2 separate regions of the Mus musculus genome follow, and region 1 is linked to region 2. Evidence: chromatin contacts called from public HiChIP or PLAC-seq data. All regions are on one chromosome and are shown on one strand. The core of a region is the stretch at or near the end of the contact, and the rest is flanking DNA. Distances in the headings are between cores, read along the strand shown.

What was found. HiChIP or PLAC-seq counts read pairs in DNA pulled down with a chosen protein or histone mark.
Region 1: an H3K27ac HiChIP or PLAC-seq map of regulatory T cells shows a contact between it and region 2, with 7 times the contacts expected there. The contact joins two enhancer-like sites. A contact is called at or near these places in 1 of 15 datasets of contacts at CTCF or cohesin (the NIH/3T3 cell line), 3 of 484 Hi-C or Micro-C datasets (bone marrow-derived macrophages, forebrain neurons and muscle stem cells), 9 of 115 datasets of contacts at active chromatin or transcription factors (Th17 cells, VIP interneurons, cardiomyocytes and 5 more) and 1 of 9 other capture datasets (embryonic stem cells).

What each region holds. Positions count from the first base shown.
Region 1 is chr1:39,279,512-39,283,026 of GRCm38.p6, reverse strand. All of the region lies in intron 2 of Npas2 (neuronal PAS domain protein 2), which reads right to left. It also overlaps the pseudogene Gm17904. Among named protein-coding and RNA genes, the nearest start is that of Rpl31, 87 kb to the left of the region's middle. Within about 2 kb of position 1,881, at least 88 of the 459 cell types and tissues checked have an H3K27ac peak or open chromatin away from gene starts, as enhancers often do. A contact at or near this core is called in regulatory T cells, where this site is marked.
Region 2 is chr1:39,009,286-39,012,807 of GRCm38.p6, reverse strand. No RefSeq gene overlaps it. Among named protein-coding and RNA genes, the nearest start is that of Gm35222, 16 kb to the left of the region's middle. Within about 2 kb of position 2,182, at least 14 of the 459 cell types and tissues checked have an H3K27ac peak or open chromatin away from gene starts, as enhancers often do. A contact at or near this core is called in regulatory T cells, where this site is marked.

The sequences.
Region 1 (3,515 bases), core at 632-3,131, 270 kb before region 2:
CAGCTGCATGCTGCATAATGTTTCCATGAACAATAGACACACTCAACGTGGGCACGTAAGAGCTTAACAGAGTAGGAAAATCATGGTTGCTTTGATCTTACATCACAGTTCAATGCATTACTCGTGTGAGTATGACAACACTGGTTGTTGACACACCTACTGTGCACTGGTGTTAACACACCTACTGAGCACTCAATCATCTACAAGCACAGCACATATAACCATGTGTAGGAACTAATACTGGTGAAAACCATAATTGGCGATGTCATCGGCTTGTGTACTCACTACATTGTAAATGATCATGGAGGCTCACACCCCCACTACTGAGTGTGCTGACAGACAACAGTGCACATGTTACGTCAGTAGCAACAGCTTCACACTCTGTGGAGTTTCTTGATGACATCATTTTCTCCTGTGCTTGATTCCACCTCATATTTTTTGTTTATTGTAGTCCCAAGGGTAGTAGAATATCACACACACACACACACACACACACACACACACACACATGCACAGATACATGCACAAACACATTCATACACACAGACACACACAGAAATATACTACACACACACATACACACATACACACAGATACACAGACAGGCAGCCCCCCCCCCTCCAACACTAGCCTGGGTGTGCAGTAGGACATGTCATCTGAGTTTGTATGGTATAGTCTATGATGCTTGCAGAGACAGAAATCACCATATAATTCATTTCTGGGAGTCTGTTTCTGTCAGTAAGTGGCACCCGGCCATGTTGCTTTTCTCATCCTTTCAATGGTCCTATGAGGTAGGTACCATTCTTATATGTTTTCCAGGTGAAGAAGCCAAAGCACTGAAAGAGACCATGTGACTTATCACCATTACACAGTGGGACAGCTGCAATGCAGGCTGGCTTAGACATCACTCCTGCCCCTTGCTGTAGCTTCCCCAAGTCACGTGGCATCATCTTCTAAGAAGCCACATACCCAGTATTCTGGGAGCCCAGAGTCAAGTGTGACTAATGCTGATGGCTTAGTTTTCATTCATACCACAGGAATGAAACCCACACTCTACAGAAAACAGCGTCTCACAAGTCTTTTCCCCTTAGAGACAGGACAGCATAGAAAATGGAGAACAGAGTCGGACGCCAGCCCCAGGGCCTCAAGGAGTAGCCTTTCCGTTGCTGCGGTCAATATGATTGGTGTTGGTGTTCAGCTAGCATTTCCCTGATCTCCTTCAAACAGTTAGGATGGTCTTTCCCTGCCCTGAAAGTCAGTGGCCAGTCACACTGTGGCTCCTTAGACATGGAAATGGAGACACAAATAGCAAGGGGTCTGTTTCCAGTCAGAGGCTCAAGGTCCCTTCAGAACTGCTGGGTCCTGCCTTGGCAACGAGCCAGAGGAACCAAGGCAACGAACGCTTCGCTCGTCCTGAGCTCCGGATTGAGAACACTTAATAACAAGAGCCTTGATATGATAGTTTGGAGAGGTGGTGGCACTCTGAGGAGGTGGGGACTAATAAGAGACTATTAGTTTTTCACCCTGGGAAAAGATTAAGACTAAGTAGGTTGTTAGGAAGCAAGTTTGTTTTCTTAATTTACTCTTGTTTCATGTCTTGCTCTCTCATCATCATATCTCTCTGTCTCTCTCTCCCCTCTGCTTTCCCGCCCCTCCCCCTTCTCTTTCATGTGAACTCACTCACTCACCCTACCATAAAGTCCTTACTGGAAGCCAATGTTACCATCATGCCCTCAGACTTCGGGGAGCATAAGCAAAAGGACCCTTTTCTTAAAGACTCTACTGCCAGGCATTTTGTGGTAACAAGGCAAGAGTCCTCTTAAGCTTCTGAGATGAAAGAGAAAAGGGCTCCCCAGACTGTAGCACTTCGAAACAGGAAATATCATCACCCTGTCGCGCAATGAGGAAGAGGCGAAAAGGTAAACAAGGTTTCACATGTGACTCCAAGGCAGATTTATATTTATGGGAGAGTTGAGTATGTCCTGGTTGTTGCCCGTGTTTGGGAATCCAGGCAAATGTACACCTGAGTCTACCCAGCTTGGGCAGTACAGGAATGGCTTTAAATTCAGGTTCAATGCATACTGGGAAGGATTTTTACCATCTTCACCAAGAAGGGAAACACCATGCCCAGCTTCTCCCCATTTCAGATTAGCCATGAAGAAGAAGGTATTGATGAAGTCAGTCCCATTGCCTACCTGGAATGTTCGGACACAGGAACCCGTCAGAGGCGTTAGCCGCCGAGGCAAAGTTCATCTTTAAACATTCAGTCTCATACACTGAGGAAGAAGTCATGAGGCTTCCTGAAAATAGCAGCGATTAGCTTTTGATTCCACAGCCCGAGAATCTAGGGCTTCCAGGGCCACAAGCGGTGTGGCAGCAACACTGGGCTGGCTGACAGGACGAAGAGATTTCTGTTCCAGAGAACACTGCTGATTATTTTTAAATTTAGGCTTATGGATAACACAGAACGGAGCCTCCAATCCAAAAGATATCCAGATGGCCAAGACCTTTACAGAGGGCACTAAGCCAGACTAGCACTCCCGTGCCTATTGCCAGGCCTGAGACAGGTCTTCAGATCTCAGACACACCCACAGTTATAATGTAAAGACCAGGGTGGTCTTTACATTAGACTAGTACTACGTTTGTCTACATTGTTTAAGTACTTGTTAGGTCATCTCAAGACCAAGACAGATGTGAATGGAAGAAAGCAATGTAAATGTTGTCACAGATTGATGAAGAAAAAGCCACTAGGCACCCAGCTAGGCATTAGAAGTTTGTATGAGTGGGAGACCTCACACAGAACTCCAGGGTGATGTTGTGGCTGTTGCCCTGTGCAGAAAAGCTAATATCAAGAGAAGAGTCAAGGGGGCCAAGTGATTAACCCCTAAAAGCCAGAGGAACTGATTTTGTTTCAGGGGTCCATATTGAAGATCAGGACCTAGAAGGCACATTTACTCCAACTGTAGTCACTTCATCAAGATGTACAAGAAAGAGAGCTCACAGCTGGAGAACAGCATAGCACATGGCAGGTTGTTGAGGTCTCTGATGTGCCTTATCTGGCCTCAGAGCGTCACACACAGCATAAGCAGGCTTTTGCTGATGCCAAGGAGAGTTGGTGACCTGCTTCAGGCAATGGGGTAGCACCTGGTGCATTATGGGATGAAGTCATCAGGCTCTGGGATGAGTCTGGCTACTTCTTGGCTAAGTGGAATGAAGCAGCACCCACCTGGTGAGCTGTAATGCAAATACCAGAGGGTTATGGAAACCCTGACCGCCGCTCATTGCGATTGTGTCTGGGGTGGATGACTCTCATCTTCTGGCTGAGTTCTGATGGATAAGTTTGCCCTGGTACCTGGGTTTGCTCCAGGAACCACCATCCCAGGCAGGACCAGGGTGAGGCCTCTGAGCAGAAAGAGAGGACCCCCCCTTGGAGACAGTCCAAAGGACTCCCAAACAGGGAAGGAAACAGAAGCAGCTGTTGGAGAAAATCTGCCAACATCAGGAGGTGCTGAAGG
Region 2 (3,522 bases), core at 933-3,432:
GAGATGATGGAATATATCCAAAGCTGTGAGGGAAAGGGTACAGGAAAAGCCTCTCTTGATGCTGCTCCCCGCCCCCGGCTCCTGCCAAGCTCACTACCCACAGCCTTCAAACAGGTTTCTTCTGGTGGTGGAGATGCAGGGTGGAGATGGGAACAGTGGCCCAATGGATCACACCTGTGTGTGCATGAGCGAGTGAGTGCGCATGTGCACGTCTGCCTGACAGCACAGGTACCACACATTAGTGGAAGATGTTGCAAGACTGGTTCAAGGGGCACACAGTAGGTGATACCAAGGCTAGACACCTGCAGCTTGAGGAACCTCAAACTGTTGTCCCTTTCTTTATACTTTTTCTATCTCAGTGTCCCCCAGCCCTAGAGATCTCCTATCTCCTGCCCCACCCCAACCCTAAAACTCTCAATGTCCCACGTTGTCCTTGTAACCTAGTGATTGGTCCTCAGCAGATGGGGAAAACTTTTCTTTCAAATGCTATGTTCTCAGAGTCCAACGTTATTCCTGTAAAAACTACTAAAATAATTGTGCTCCCACATTCCTGTAACTATAGCGCTAGGAAGGTGGGAGCAAGACACTCGAGGTCATCCTTGCCAAGATACTGAGTTCAAGGCTATCCTGGGATAAAGATCCTGGAGAGAGGGGGATGTGGGGTGTTAGCATGGGGCAGGTGGGGGGCAGCAGAGAGAACACTTAATTGCCCAGGAGACCAGCAACCAGAAAATTTTTTAAAAAAATAATATTATTATTTAGGAGAATTTCATTCAGAAGGCTCCAAAATCCCACCAGCAAACAATAGATTTAGGAAAATAAATACTATTTTCATAAACATTTGGGATATTCAATTCAGTTTTTGTGCTGAATTTCAATATAAGGAATATAAATTAAAAGGACTAACAAGGCCTGGTGTGTTTTTTGTTTTTTGTTTTTGTTTTTTTTTGTTTTTGTTTTTTTGGCTTGTTTTATTTTGTTGTTGTTGTTTTTGTTTTTCCTCTTGTTTTAAGCCACTAGCATTGGATTTATTCTACTATTACAAGATATTTCAGACACTCAACAAAGAGGCCTGTGGTGGTTAGTCAGCCAATGCAGGATCGCCTGTGAAGGGAATCTCACAGAAAGAGGGGCTGCATGAGATTGAGCTATAGTTGTGTCTCAGAGAGATTCTCTTGATTGTGTTGAAGAAAGAAACAAAGCAAAAAACAAAGCAGTATCTTAATAAAATAGGTAAAGAATGACTTTTTTTTTCTTTTTCTTTTTTTTTTTAGTGCAGGGGATTGAGCCTAAGGCTTCATGCTTATGGGGCAAGAGGTTTTAGCAGTGAGGCACATCTCCAAGCCTCTGTCATCACAATTGTCATTGTCAACATCATCATCGTCATTATCTTGAGATGGAGTATCAGTATGTTGTTCTTGAACATACTCTGAATCCCAGACCGTCCTTGAATTTGAGATCCTCCTGCCTCAGCTTCGAAAATGCCTAGGATTACAGGCCTGCACCACCAGTCTGGGCTAAGAACAAGCCATCAACACAGCTCCCTGACCCCCTGACCCCCACACCACTCCCACCAAAGTTCCCTTCCATGTTGGAAAAATTCAACCTGGGGCAAGAGCCAGCGCTAGGCCAGATTTCAGGGTGCTTTCCTGGGAAGAAGAACAAATGTCCCACTGTCCTGATCCTTCACACACACTGCAAAAGGCATCTCCCTCAAGAAAAGTCTTCTGCCTCCTCCATCAACCCGAGTTCCCTCTCTACCCGGTACTGAGTTTTCCTTAACCAAGCCAGGAGGCCCGGCCTGGACGAGCTCCCTAGGACCAGCGGATGCTCAACAGGTGCTTGATAAAAGATGGAGCTGAACACACTAAATGCCTTTAACTATTCGCCACAACTAGGCTTTAACTTGACTCGTTGTGACACCTAGTGGTGACTTCTTTCCACTTTGCTCCAACAGGATTAGCAGGAAAGTGTAGTTCCTACTACAGCAAAGGCAAAGCAAACCAGCTCTGGTCCAGGAACCTAGGATGCAAGAGCACCTGGGTGGCAAATGGTCGGTCGGTGTTTGCCCTCTGTGGCTTGCAGGCTAGCAGCGCTCACTGCTCTCATCAGGGTCAGTATAGCACTCACACTGCTCCGCAGCTCCGCGGCAGGAAGCCCACAGGAAATCATGGCTTCCATGTCACGTTGCAGAAGGGTAGCTGAGCCATGGAAACTGTCCCTGTTGCATGGAGCTACCTCTATTGCCCCTGTCTCAGGGGCAGACCTCAACAGTAGAGCTTTTATCTAAACAATCAAGTCCCTGGGTTTTATCTTCAACACCTTGTACCTTGCCAAAAGGGGGCGGGGGGAGCCATAAATTACCAATGTATGACAGTTAAAATAAAATTGAGCAGGCCGGGTGGTGGTGGTGCACGCCTTTAATCCCAGCACTTGGGAGGCAGAGCTAGGCAGATTTCTGAGTTCGAGGCCAGCCTGGTCTAAAGAGTGAGTTCCAGGACAGCCAGGGCTATATAGAGAAACCCTGTCTCAAAAACAAAAAACAAACATACAAAAAAAAATGAGCAAGAAATTAAAGATCTGTGATGTTTAATGGCACTCAAAGTATCTGTGAAAGTGTTAATGTTAGGTATGTTTTCAGAGGAAACTTCAGTATTAGATATAAAAATAGTACATGCAGCATGCATTTACCTCTTACCCTGTAAACCACTTCTTGGAATAAATTCTAAGAAAGTGGTTACAGAATAAAGAGACAGCCTGCAGGATCAGAGAAAACCTAGCTAGTTGAACATGACAGGATTAGCATCTAAACCATATAAAGAACTCGAGAAAAACCTAAAGAGCCAAACAGCTCAGCTGATAGATTATCAAGTTCAGTAAGCAGTTTCCAAATGATAAAATACAAATGATGGATAACAATGTTTTTTACAACCTGGAGGCTCACTAAGCATCAGAAAAATGTAAAGCAGAATTACATTGAGATTCTAGCTCCCCCCAGTCAGAGTGCCAGTCATTAAAAAGCAAGTAACCACAGATGCTCGTGCCGTGAAAGACAGCTGTGGTGGTTTGAATGGAAATGGCCACCATAGACTCACAGGGAGTGGCATTATTTGACATGGTTAGGAGGTGTGGCCTTGTGGGAGTGGGTATGGCCTTACTGGAGGAAATGCCACTGGTGGCTGGGCTTTGAGGTTTCAGATGCTCAAGCCAAGTCCAGTGTCACTCTCTCTTCCTGCTGCCTGCAGATCAGATGTAGAACTCTTAACTACCTTTCCTGCACCATGTCTGACTGCATGGAACCATGCTCCCTGCCATGATAATAATGGACTAAACCTCTGAAGTGTAAGCCAGCTGCCATAAAACGTTTTCCTTTGTGAGAGTTGCTGTGGTCATGGTGTCTCTTCATTGCAATAAAACCCTAAGAACCTTATACACTATACACTACGGGCAAGAATGTAAACATGTCCTGCCCCTATGGCAGCTTATAGTAGTGCCATTCTATAGTAGGCAGGTTTCTCAGAA